2 separate regions of the Pan troglodytes genome follow, and region 2 is linked to region 1. Evidence: chromatin contacts called from public HiChIP or PLAC-seq data. All regions are on one chromosome and are shown on one strand. Each heading gives the region's core, a stretch centred on a gene start, on an enhancer-like site or on the middle of the called end of the contact. The rest is flanking DNA. Distances are from core to core; before and after follow the strand shown.

Region 1 (7,169 bases), core at 2,999-5,498:
ATGCATACTCTTCACTGTGCAACTGAAATATAGAGAGTCTGGAATTTTCCTCAAACTAGGGACTAATTCCCTTTAATTTCATCAAGTCTTAGGTAAGTTCTTGTGTTTTGTGATAAATACATTTTTACCTTCCTTTTAATGGAATATTTGAATGTTCAATTTCTCCAAAAATACAGAACTTTAAAAAACCCAAAAAACAGTAAGGTCTTTCTTTCATTGAGTTTGATGTTTATTGTTTTTCTCTCCTTTCTCCAAGCACAGGGGAAGAGGTATAAAAGCAGAGGGATATATGCTTTTGAAAAGCCACCCTGGGCTAGATGCAGAAAAGCAGAAATTATGGTGCTAGCTTCTTTTACTGCATAGGCAGTTTAGCTCTGCTTAAGACTATTGTACTTGAGTCCTAAGTTTACAAATCTAGGGAAATCATGCTTACAAATGAGCATGGTTTTCTTTTTGCATATAACAGCACCAATTACTTATTAAACACCTACTATACATCAGATGCAATGTTGGTTGCTTTATATGTTACCTAATTTTCATGATCAAATGTATCATGATTTCCATTTTACAAATGAGGAAACCGAGGCTTAGAGATGCTAAGTAACTTTAACAACTAGTAAATGGCAGAGCTAGAGTTTGGATGCAGAACTGATTCCAAAGCCTATGCTCTTTTCTCTACATCTTGCACTGTCAGTGTCTTTTAGTGGCAGGAATTCTCACTGGGGAATGTTGGGGCTTGCATCTATGACTCTGGCAGCTAAATGGAAGGATAGAATAATAATAAAAAAGTTCCATTGTATCTAGGGAGGCTTACCAGACCCCTTCCCCTATGCACAGTTGCTCCAGGCTTTGTTATTAGATGTTCCTCACTCTGACAATTTACATTTCAGTGTACACTAAATTTGGCACTGTCCCTTTTGTTATGGAACATCTGATCATTTCTGTCTGGGTAGGTGGGGAGGAAGGCTGAGAAGTTTTTATCTTTGTCAAGGCCCAGGAATGAAAACAACACCAGGAAGTAAATCAATGCAATAATATACATTTTATATTAAAAATATAATATGCAGGATATTTTATATTTAATATTAGTATATAACATATTAATATATAAACATTATTTAACATTATGCATTTTATATATATTAGAAATGCTACCCTGTAAAAATATATTTCTCAGAGGGGCCGGCATTCGGGGGCGGGGGGGGCAATACATTTATCACACAATATGAAACTTACATAAGACTAGATATATCTATAGTCTTCGTGCTGTGCTGATATATAAATTCCAAGTTTCAGCTGTTAGTTACTTACTTGAAGATCAGTAGAAGGAAATTTCAGTGTGACAAGAATGTTGACAATCCCTGTGCTATCTGTACTAGGATCTAGTTCCACTGTGCTCTTCCAGGGAAGGATGTAGCTGTGTATGCAGGTTTTAGTTGGACAGTCATCTTTTTCTAGTGGCAGTTTCCCAGTCGCTGTTCTGTGTATTAGGACCACGGGAGGACAGAAAAGGTTATTCTTCCTTCTCCATTTTTCCACACTTAAGAGAATTTAATATACTGTGTTTTCTAGTTAGTAGTTAATTTTGTGTAATAGTCTAGAGATTGCTATACAGATTTAATGTGTTTTACACTTAGTTGGGCAAAAGTGTATTAGTATCTACCGCCAACCAGATCTAACTACATAAATATATATTATATAATTACATTAAGGATAATTTGTGGGTTTTGCGTGTGAACCCTAAAAATCTGAGCCAGGTCCCAGTTAATTTAGAAAGTTTATTTTGCCACGGTTGAGGATGCGTGCCCATGATACAGCCTCAGGAGGTCAGAACCCGAGGTGGTCAGAGCAGTTTGGTTTTGTACATTTTAGGAAGACACGAGACATCAATCAGCGTGTGTAAGATGAACACTGGTTCAGTCCAGAAAAGGTGGGACGACTTGAAGCAAAGGTGGGACAACTCAAAACAGGGGGCGGGCTTCCAGGTTTTAGGGAGATAAGAGGCAAATCACTGCATTCTTTTGAGTTTCTGGTTACCCTTTCCAAAGGAGGCAATCAGATATTCATTTATCTCAGTGAGCAGAGGGGTGACTTTGAATAGAATCGGAGGCAGGTTTGCCCTAAGCAGTTCTCCGAAGCTTGACTTTTTCCTTTAGCTTAGTGATTTTGGGGCCCCAAGATTTTCCTTTCACATGAGTTAATAACTGTCCAGTGTTGTGAAATATCATTTTAATATTAGGATATCTGAAATGTTTCCATATGGCTGGGTGTGGTGGCTCACGCCTGTAATCCCAGCACTTTGGGAGGCTGAGGCCTGAGGAACACTTGAGCCCAGGAGTTTGACACCAGCCTGGGCAACATAGTGAGACTCTATCTCTACAAAAAATAAAATTAGCCAGGCGTGGTGGCGCATGTCTGTGGTCCCAGCTACTTGGGAGGCTAAGGGAGGAGGATAATTTGGGCCCGGGGGCTTGAGGCTGTAGTGAGCCATGATCATGCTACTGCACTCCAGCCTGGGGGACAGAGATAGACCCTGTCTCAAAATCAATCAACACACAATGACAACAAATAAATGAGATGTTTCTACAGATCACTTTGTTTTTTTAGAAACACTAAATTAATTAATTAATTTAGTTATTGAGACGGAGTCTTGCTCTGTTGCCCAGGCTGGAGTGCAGTGGTACGATCTCGGCTCACTGCAACCTCCATCTCCCGGGTTCAAGCTATTCTCCTGCCTCAGCCTCTCAAGTAGCTGGGACTACAGGCATGCGGCACCATGACCGGCTAATTTTTGTATTTTTAGTAGAGACCAGGTTTCACCATGTTGGTCAGTCCGGTCTGGAACTCCTGACCTCAGGTGATCTGCCCGCCTCGACCTCCCAAAGTGCTGGGATTACAGGCGTGAGCCACCGTGCCTGGCCTAAAAACACTAAATTTAGTAAGGTACTGGGGTGCAGTTTTGTCACTGACAGTTATGGTGCTGTAGAAAGAGCCCATATCTGGAGTCTGCCTTTAGCCTCAGCTCTGCCTCTTGTTTTTGTACCTTGGAAAAGTCACTTCACCTGTTTTCTCATCTATATAGGATGAAGATCATAATTTCTTTTACACAGTGTTATGAGACTGAATGACAGAAATTAAAAGAAGTGTTCTACAAAGGCAAAGTTAGGTTTCTTACAGCAGGAAGGGAGATGCACACAGAGAAGTGGGAATCTCAGGAGACGGATGTGGCCAGGGGCTTTTTACGGGGGTTGGGCTAAGCATTATTAGTCAACGGGCTATACTGCTATTTATGGTAGGTCTTGAATACCATTTCTCCAAAATAACCGATTTCCTCCCCAAACCCAAACTTCCTCAACTGGGATCGAACTCAATCCTACAGCGTGTTCTGAGATTCTATACTCGCCTCACTTCTCCCAAGATCGTACATTTTGGAGGAGCCATTCCTTCATCATCCATGTTTGCATCCTTCACACCGTTCATTGGTTAAGTGCTTAGTACGTTTGCTATTGGGCAAGGTCCTCAAACGGGAGGTGGACGTCAGAATAGTCAGGTTAGCGACTGAGTAACTGTTAGTGGTGGATAATTTAAAGCCAATTTGAAAGTTCATCCTTTCCCCCCAAAGGCAAAAACAGGCGTTCCTTTTCTTAAAAGAGAATTTTAAATAGAATTGGGTCTCTGGTGTCCTGCCTAAAGCCCGCAAAGAAAGAGGGTCACGGTTGGGGGTGGGGGTGATGGGGGATACTGAACCCTCTTCTGGTTGCGCCTTGCCCGGAGCCCCCGGCTAGAGCCCTGGCGCTCCTGGCGCGCTCCCAACGCGAATCGGTGACTCCGCAGGCCGCGCAGTGCGGAGGTGCCAGTCCCACCCTCCCCCTTGTGCGGTGCGGGGCTCCATTTCCCCGAGCCGCTGGGGTCAGCTTCTGGTCTTGAGATGCGGATGAAGTGGTGTGAAGGGTTGGGCTTTTTTTTTTGTTCCTAAAAATGCAACGAACAAAAAAAAAAGTACAACAATCCAAACCCAACCATCTTAATTGCACGGCAGCTTAACTGGGAGACTTTCTTCCCGGGCGGCCCCACCCGGGACCGCGCCGCTTCAGTCGAGCCCACCGTCTGGGCAAACGGCGTCCACTTCCCGGAGCCGCTGCCCAGCCTCTGCGGGGGGGCTTTGGGCGCGCGCAGAACTCTGGAAGGGAGAAAAGCCCGCAGCCCGGCCCTCCCCGTCCCAGGCGGCCCGCGCGGGTGGACGGCGGGAGCAGGCGGCGGTTGGAGACGCCGGCAGGAACGCAGTCTCACCACCCGGCTCCCTCCGCCAAGGCGAGGCGCGGCCGGGGAGGCGGGACACAGGCGAAGCGGGACGGGGAGGCGGGGCCGGAGGTGCAGGCGGAGGCGGGCGACGGGGAAGGGAGGGGGAGAGGGAGGGGGAGAGGGAGGGGGAGGGGAGGGGGAAGGGACGGGAGGGAAGGGGGAGGGGGAAGGGACGGGAGGGAAGGGGGAGGGGAGGGGGAAGGGACGGGAGGGAAGGGGGAGGGGAGGGGGAAGGGACGGGAGGGAAGGGGGAGGGGAGAGGGAAGCGGGAGAGGGAAGGGGGCGGAGCTAGCCGGAGCCGCGAGTCCATTTTGGGGCTGTGCTTGGCGCGTACCGTGCGGTGCCTGTAGTTGGAGGACGGGCGGTCGCGCGGCCTTTCCCACTAGCCGGAGGTCGGAGATAAGTACCCGCCGCCTGGCTCCCCTCGGGAAAGCGGGGTGGTCCTCGAACCTTCAGCGAGGGTGGGGACTTGCCCAGGTCAGCAGGGATCTGCGTGGGTTGGGGGGGCTGGCGAAGGCCGTCTGAGCTCCAGTCCGGCAGCGCGGCGGAAACCAGCGGGGCACTGTCATGGGCCTGGGGAGGAGCGGCCTGCGGAGGGCGCCGGGGCAGTGTGTCTGTGGTCCAGAAAACCTGCTCCGTCCGGAGCCTTCCTGGCCCCGCTACCAGCGTCTCCACATCCCCTAGAAAAGAAAAGACGGGTGTGGGCCTTAGGTTACAGCGCGCCGCCAGCGTTTGGTTGCATGGCGCCGGGGGAGGGCGCCCTAACCGAGAAGCTGCTTAATACAAAGAGCTCCAGGCTCCTGGCGGTTCACCAGGTCTAAACAGCCGGGCTTTATTTGTGGGGGCGATTGAAAAAATTGAGGGTCAAGATTGGGGTGCTGTGCAAATAAATGCGTTAATACTGTTCTTTTTCTTCTTTCTTTGCAGTAGCCTCTAGTTCGTTAGTCAAAACGTGAAAAAAAAGACCTGCTTTGCCCTGGGAAATAGTAACCCTGCCAAATACATCAGCTTGTAGGAGACAGAGGTAAACTACAATAATTTTCCTGTGTTATCTTTTTTTTTTTAAACACCCAATTTCAATAGGCTCTAGAACCTTCCAAAATGGAACTGTGTGTAGAATACGTATGTTCCCATCCACTTTCATTGGTGGTCTTTGTTCTTTGCATATTTTGTTAAAACTTAGAAAAACAGAATTCACGTTTAGCAATTATTTATGTGGTATTTATCTTAAATATATCCAAACATTCATATTACAAAGGAAGAAAGGGGCTTCCACACTTTTTTCCTAGTTTTTTTTCCCTTCTCCTATGCTTAGTGAATTGTCAGGCTGCTAGGGCTTGTAGAACAGGGCTTGAGTTTTCTAGAGACCTTTATATAATAGGCACTTTAAAAGCAGAATTTCATTTACATAGGCACTCCTTCTAGTAGAACTTGATGGAGCTGTTAACCGGCTATACTTCCTTCTTGCACAATGGGAGCGTCCCTATCCCTCCCTAAAAATACGTTTTTTTTCCTTTCTACCAGCTGGCTTACTAAACCTCCCTGGGAAGTCCTTTCCTAAAACCGGGCTGTTCTGTTCATTCTATACATTTATGATAGGTTATCTGGCCTTAATTCTGTCACAGCTTTTGTTCAGATATGCTCATTTTCATGACACTGCTTTGTACCTGATACCTTATGTAATACTTGTTTTGCCTTGCTTTGAAATCACAGTTCAAGTTTAGAACCTTTTCTTGCTTGATACACTGATGCTCCAAAATAACACCTTAAATGTGTAGAGTTTGCACATATGTAATTAAACCTTATGTTTGTATAGTTTCGTAGTTTATGGAATTCTCACACATCACACAGGAGTTAAGAAATTACTTTTAGGCAGCTAGAAAGAGTAAAAGAGTTCTCGGTGGAATTTTCCTTTAATAAAAAGCAGCTCCTGGCCGGTGACTTTGGGAGGCTGAGGTGGGTGGATCACTTGAGGTCAGGAGTTCAAGACCAGCCTGACCAATATGGTGAAATCCCATCTTTACTAACAATACAAAAATTAGCTGGGCGTGGGGGTGCGCGCACCTGTAATCCCAGCTACTCGGGAGGCTGAGGCAGAAGAACCACTTGAACCGGGACGCAGAGGTAGCAGTGAGCCAAGATCGTGCCACTGCACTCTAGACTGGGCAACAGAGCCAGACTCTACCAAAAAAAAAAAAAAAAAAAAAAAGCCCCTAAACCATTTATTTTCTAACAGAAACCCTGAAAAGTCAAGCTGCAAGCAAAAATATGCAAGCTAGAAGCTTTTATATGTATAAATGTAGCCTGCTGTATCTGGAAGCCAGGTACATTCAATATGGGGTTTCTCACTCCCTTTTCCTTGTCACCCTATATGGGCGTCTGGGCCGCTCCCTTTTCCTTGTCACCCTATGTGGGCGTCTTGGCGATCACTAGGTAAAACCACGGGTGCAGGTGTCATGGCGGCCCCAGGTAGAAGCTACATTTGCATAACAAAAAATTAGGGTGGGAGGGCCAGTCTTTAGACGGGCTATGTAAATGATTCACCTGGTCAAACCAGTCCCCTGGGCCCTATGTAAATCACCGCCTCCTCAAGCCTCTGTACAAAATCGATTGCGTTTCACCCCAAACCCGGAGACCCTCTCTTGGGTGACATTTCTCAGCGTGAGGAACCTTTCCCTATTAAATTTTCCGCTCCTAAACCCACTCCTCGTGTGTGTCCATGTCCTGAATTCTTTCTTGGCTCGAGACAACCACGGGTGTATCCCCCAGGCAATGGAGCCATTTCATTATGAGGTAAATACTATAAAAATCATTTTTAAATTTTTTTCCAAGAGATGGGATTCTCAACTGTGTTCCCCAGGCTGGTC
Region 2 (6,493 bases), core at 2,415-4,914, 920 kb after region 1:
TCAAAAAGGTACTTACATAATTTTTTTTAATGATAAAGGAAATTATTTACAGAAAGGGCAGAGTTCATTGTTTTCTCATTCACAGAGTATAGCAACCATTACCCGTATGAGCCTGGGCCTCTCATTTAATTTCTCCTGCCCCTCATTCCTTACCCATGCTTTCTCCCATTCCTCTCCATATTAAAGACACCCATATTTTATTTAAGTCCCAGAGTATATGGACAGGATGTGCAGGTTTGTTCCATAGGTAAACGTGTGCCATGGCAGTTTGCTTCACCTATCACCCCATCACCTAAGCATTAAACTCAGTATGCATTAGCTCTTTTCTCTAATGATCTCCTCCCCGACCACCCTCCGCTTACAGGCCCCAGTGTGTGTTGTTCCCCTCCCTGTGTCCATGTGTTCTCATTGTTCAGCTCCCACTTATAAGTTAGAACATGCGGTGTTTGGTTTTCTGCGTCTGCATTCGTTTGCTGAGGATAATGACCTCCAGCTTCATCCATGTCTCTGCAAAGGACATGATCTCATTCCTTTTTATGGCTGCATGGTATTCTGTGGTGTATATGTACATTTTCTTTATCCAGTCTATCATCGATGGGCATTTGGGTTGATTCCATGTCTTTGCTATTGTGAATAGTGCTGCAATGAACATACACATGCATGTATCTTTATAATAAAATGATTTATATTCCTTTAGGTATATACCCAGTAATGGGATCGCTGGGTCAAATGGTATTTCCAGCTCTAAATCTTTGAGGAATCACCACACTGTCTTCCACAATGGTTGAATTAATTTACATTCCCACCAACAGTGTAAAAGAGTTCCTATTTCTCCCCAGTCTTGCCAGTATCTGTTGTTTCTTTTTTTTTCTTTCTTTTTTTTTTTTTTTTTTTTGAGACGGAGTTTTGCTCTCGTTGCCCAGGCTGGAGTGCAATAGCGCGATCTTGGCTCACTGCAACCTCTGCCTCCCAGGTTCAAGCAATTCTCCTGCCTCAGCCTCCCGAGTAGCTGGGATTACAGACACGCGCCACCACGCCTGGCTAATATTTTTTGTATTTTTAGTAGAGATGGGGTTTCTCCATGTTGGTCAGGCTGGTCTTGAACTCCTGACCTCAGGTGATCCGCCCACCTCGGCCTCCCAAAGTGCTGGGATTACAGGCGTGATCCACCGTGCCCGGCCTCATCTGTTGTTTCTTGACTTTTTAATAACCACCATTTTGACTGCCATGAGATGGTATATCATTGTGGTTTTGATTTCCATTTCTCTAATGATCAGTGATGTTGAACTTTTTTCATATGTTTGTTGGCCACATGTATGTAAAGACACCCATTTCTTTATGTGCTTGACATGGCCTTAAATATGCATGTATCCTTGTAAATTACATCGTGTTGTTCTTTGTGCCTTTTAAATTTACCTACATGGTATTCTGCTAAAAATAATTTCCTGCATCTAAATTTTTTTCTTTAGATACAAAGCATCTGTTTGTATATGTACACCAATCACTGTGTCAAACTGCTGTATACATAGCCCATATACAATACACATTGTAGCATTATTTATAATAACAGTTTGAAATAACCTAAATACTGCACACTAGGGAATGGATAACTAACCCTAGTACACCAGCTGTGTTAAATATCATGCCTTCATTAACAATGATACTTCTCGATATGAAGGGGCACATGCTTATGACAATGTTAAGTGAGAAAAGCAGACAAAACAGTCTAAATTGTGACAACAACCACAAAAATATACATTAATACAGCCAAGGGCTAGAAAGGATCAGAGAAAAATGAAACAGGTATGTATGTCTGAGCAAGGGAATCATGGGTAACATTTCTCATGTACAGTAGCTCCCCCTATTCGAAGTTTCACTTTCCAAGGTGTCAGTTACCCCCAGTCGAACTTGGTCCAAAAATATTACACGAAAAATTCCAGAAACAATTCGTAAGTTTTAAAGTGTACAGTGTTCTGAGTGGTGTGAAGAAATCTTGCACCATCCAGCTTCGTCCTGCAAAGGACCTGAATTCTACCTTTGTCCAGCGGATCCACACTGCAGAAGGTCCCCTCCTTATGAGTCACTTGGTAGCTGCAAGAGTAGTGATGCTGGCATACTGTGAGAATTGTTCTATTTTATTATTATTGTTGTTCATCTCTTACTGGGCCTAATTTTCAAATTAAACTTTATCACAGATATACATGCAAAGGAAAAAACAGTATATTAGGGTTTGGTACTATTTGCGGTTTTAGGCCTTCACTGGGGGTTTTGGATCCCATCCTACAGGAATAATGGGGTGCTCCTGTAGCTGTTAGTAAGACGATGGTGTGCCTGGGGATTTGTGCTATACACCACAGCATCTTCTACAGTCGTTTTCGGGGAGAGGGAAGATCAGAGCAGTACCAATCTGCTGCTCCTTGCCCCAAAACTGGCAAGAGGCGCCTTTCCTCAGCCAGAAAGGCCTCTTCTCCACCAGCTGTGTCCTGCAATCAACTGCAGCTGTATTGGTCTCACCCCATGGGAAACAGGTTTGAAGTTAAAAACCTTTTCAGAGGGCCGAGATAAATTTAGTGCTGCTAAATTTAACTATCTTCAAGATTAAACTTGAAAAGCAAAGTGCATGAGTTATGTATATTATTCTTTCAATTGTGCAAAAATAAGACATTAACTTGTTTTTGCATGGAAAAATTCTGCAAGAATAGAGAAGAAATGTTAACAGTTACCCCTGGGATCTGGGATAAAAGAGATACATCATGCTTTTCTTTAAAAAAAAAAAAAATAGGTTTTTGTGGATTTTTTTGTTTTTGTTTTTTTGACAGAGTCCAGCTCTGTAGCCCAGGCCAGAGTGCAGTGGTGGGATCTCGGTTCACTGCAACCTCCATCTCCTGGGTTCAAGTGATTCTTGTGCCTCAGCCTCCGTAGTAGCTGGGATTACAGATGTGCACCACCGCACCCAGCTAATTTTTGTATTTGCAGTAGAGACGGAGTTTCACTTTGTTGGTCAGGCTGGTCTCCAGCTCCTGACCTCAGGCGATCCGCCCGCCTCGGCCTCCCAAAGTGCTGGGATTACAGGCCTGAGCCACTGCGCCTGGCCCGTGCTTTTCTCTAAAGTATGAAAGGAATATGTACTTTCTTCTTAAAAACCATGTACCAAACAGCACTTTTCAATTAAAATGTTATTTTTAAAAGTTTAAATCCCCAAATTTCATGGCTCTAACTTTTTAAACATCACTTTTTAAATAAATGTCTAAGTTTTTAACTCAGTATACAGCGTTCTCCAAAACAACAAATTCATATTCTGAGCCCAAAACTGTGCACCTCTTTTAGTGATGAGGACGGAGTCCAAATTGAGGACATCCCTTATAGCTCACAATGCACACATATTCTCACATCAATAGCAACATAGAATGCAACTGATGACCAATATATATTCACAAATAATTGAGGACCATGGCTAAGAGTTGCATTCGGATTCCGATGTGACTGCTATTGTCCTTAACACGGACTAGCTCCAGGTGAGTCCCCCGGCCCCGGGGGTGTGGCGGGCGTCACCCGTTGTCCGGGCACACACCCCGCAGACCCAATCCTAGCCCGCTGGCTAGACCATGGAGGGCCGCTGGGTGCAGCCACAGAGCGCGGGGCCCCGGCGACCCCGCCCCGCTCCGCGTCACTCGGCGCCCTGCGGCGCGCGATGAGCACCTACCACTAGCGGAGCCGCGAGGGAGAGGCCGCGGCCCCTTCCCGTTGCCTGCGGCCACGGGCCGGCATTCAGAGCCCCTCGCCTGGCGCTAAATTTAAAAACGTAACACGAGCAGCAGGCTGGTCTCGGAAACGAAACGAAACTCGGTCCCTGGGCCTCCTCCCGGGCGCTGCCGGTCCCTGCCGGTCCCTCAGCGCGCCGCGCCACCCGGAACAGACCCCTCTCCCGCCATTTTCGGCGGGGCTGGGAGACTGAGGCCCGCGGCGCTGAGCCTGCGGCGCCCCGGAAGAGGCGGGCGGCATGGCCGCTGGCGTGGACTGCGGGGACGGGGTTGGCGCCCGGCAGCACGTGTTCCTGGTTCCAGGTAAACACGCGCGCCCGGGCGGCAGGGGCGGCCCAAGAACTGGCGGAGCGGCCCGCGACCCCGGGCGCGCCGCCCCCCACCCCGGTGGCTCCCACTACCCGGCCCGGCGCGGGATGGGATTCTCTCTGGGACAGCTGGCCCCGCATTTTGGTCACACGTCATAGCAAGCCGCGGTTTTCAAACCCGGAGGCGCCGAAAAGGACCGAGCGTGTTTCCCGGGCCCTGATCCCCGGTGGCTCGGGTGGGAGGGTGGAAGCCGACTCAGCCTGAGGGGAGCCACGCGGGTTCGCGGTCACCGGTGCGCTGCGGGCCCCGGAGGTTTCTGCCCTTGGTGTCCCCTACCTGGCAGCTGGCCCTGCTTCTGTGATCCTACTGGGTCGGAACCAGGGATCCAGTAGGCTCGAAGTGGCCTCAGACGGTGCGCAGTTTTAAGAAAGCAAAGGGACAGGCCTGCAGTGGCGAGGCAGGAGGGAAGCGGGATGGGAGTCGCGGTTAGGCCAAGGGTAGTTCAAAGTGATTCAGCAGGATGATGACCACAGGAGTGCTGGAGCCGGGCCTTTCAGCCCCCGTGTGGATGATGACCGGCCATCCAGGACATGCGAGGGCTTGGGACAGTGGACAGCCAGTGCCACACAAGGAAGGACCGATTAAATGACACAGCTAAAGGAATTTGGCCTAGGGAGTGCAAGCCAGAAAGGTTTGGTCTTTTTATATATGTAACATTGGAAAAAAGGAACATCTCCTGTTCCCTGTATTAAGTTTTGAGTTTAGCTCAGCAAATGCAGTGTTTGTTGCAGTAAATATACTCTGATAACAATATTCTTTCCCAGGAATTTAGAGTTTTATGATGGTTATTGAAAATGTTTGCATGACAGGCTGTCAATAATATTTTTTGCCTCTAAAAATAAAACATACATAAAGTGTACGGATTTTAAGTATGCAACTCACTGAACTTTTCATACGTATACACCACCCTAGTAACCATCCCCCAGTTCAAGATGTAGTCTGTTTCCAATAACGCCTCATGCCTGTTCCTAGATAGCCCCAGGAACCTCTATGCTGACCTCTGTCACCAGAGATTAGTTTTGCCTGTTTGAATAAGAGTGTACCCCTTTGTGTCTGGCTTCTTTCACTCTGAAAGATTCATCCTTGTTGTGAAATTCATTCATGTTGTAGCAGTTGTTTGGTTGGTTGGTTAGTTTTTTCATTGCTGTTTCTGTTTAATTGTATGAGTATCCATACTGTGTATCTCTACTGTGGATGGACATTTGGGTTGTTTCCAGTTTGCAACTATTACAAGTTACACTTCTCAGAGCATTCCTTTAGGCGGCTTTTGGTAGACATGGGCACTCATATCTCTAGGGTGCATACGCTGGAGTGGAATGGCTGGTTCTAGTACTTGTGTGTAGAGCTGTAGTTGACAATGTTAAATGGTTTTCCAAAGTGGTTATACTGATTTATATTCCCACAAGCAGTGTATGAGAGTTCCCATTGCTGCACATCCTCAGTAAAAACGTTTGGGTGGTAAAACAGCTAATGCAAAATTCAGGGTTTTGACAGAATCTCGCAAAGGGCTACCCGTATACATGCTTTTCATTAGAAAAATCATCCTTTCTTCTCACTTCGTCACATCAAGACAATTAGATTTTCAGAGTAGGAACTCTAATCATTCTTTCAGAATCAAGTGCATTATTGTTATTTCAGATATACACAATAGCTGATGATAATTTGAGCTTCTTATTTTGTTGTTCTGTTTAATCAGTATTGACATCGTCATTTTATACGTGTGTTTGTGTCCTTGTATTAAACACAAAACCCTCAAAAGAATTAAATATTGATTGTATCCCTGAAAATTGTAGGTTTTAATATATCTACTGCTGGGTTGTGGGAAGAGTTTCAGTTGAGTTTCTGTTCAGAGCTGAGATCTACTGTGACCTTTTAAGGCATTGGGGGAGGCTGAGCAGCTGTTGGGACTGCTAGAAAGAGCTGTGTGGTCAGGGGGGCAGGAACTCTTAACAGTTAAAAACTTGAGCTACCAGCTCCTGCAATTCTTCCTTCTGGCCTTTAGCGCCACCTGCAGGCTCTGAGGGTACAACAAGGTTTGACAGCGACTGCAGTGCAACACTAGTTCTCAAACTTGAGGGCATCATTTACCTGGGGAGCTGGGCCTCAGTTCCCAGAGGTGCTGGTTCAGTAGGTCCTGGGCTGGGGCCAGAGAATGTGCATTGGTAACAAGTTCCCAAGAGATACTGATGCTGCTGGTCCGGAAACCACTGCCCCCACCCCAGGAACCACTGCAGTAAAGACTTTGGGAACTAGATTGGGATATAAGAATGACAAGCCTCATGTTTGGCCCTCTTTGTGCTGGGCCAGAATTTATATGGTCAAGGAAGTGCATGTAAGTGCAGAGTGTGAGGCTCATCTTCCCA

Evidence for each region. HiChIP or PLAC-seq counts read pairs in DNA pulled down with a chosen protein or histone mark.
Region 2: an H3K4me3 HiChIP or PLAC-seq map of stem cell-derived excitatory neurons shows a contact between it and region 1, with 16 times the contacts expected there. The contact joins the promoter of RNASEH2B here to the promoter of TRIM13 in region 1. A contact is called at or near these places in 2 of 7 Hi-C or Micro-C datasets (induced pluripotent stem cells and stem cell-derived neural progenitor cells) and 1 of 1 datasets of contacts at active chromatin or transcription factors (stem cell-derived excitatory neurons).

Annotation. Positions count from the first base shown.
Region 1 is chr14:55,585,975-55,593,143 of NHGRI_mPanTro3-v2.0_pri, forward strand. TRIM13 (tripartite motif containing 13) reads left to right here and starts at 4,249. Exons shown (of 3, transcript NM_001246517.1): 1 at 4,249-4,311; 2 at 5,230-5,326. LOC745092 reads right to left here. Exons shown (of 11, transcript XM_063792558.1): 8 at 4,637-4,982; 9 at 1,312-1,480.
Region 2 is chr14:56,502,405-56,508,897 of NHGRI_mPanTro3-v2.0_pri, forward strand. RNASEH2B (ribonuclease H2 subunit B) reads left to right here and starts at 3,665. Exons shown (of 12, transcript XR_010150741.1): 1 at 3,665-4,064. It overlaps LOC104001840 (a long non-coding RNA gene), which reads right to left and starts at 4,545. Exons shown (of 5, transcript XR_001708730.3): 1 at 4,407-4,545.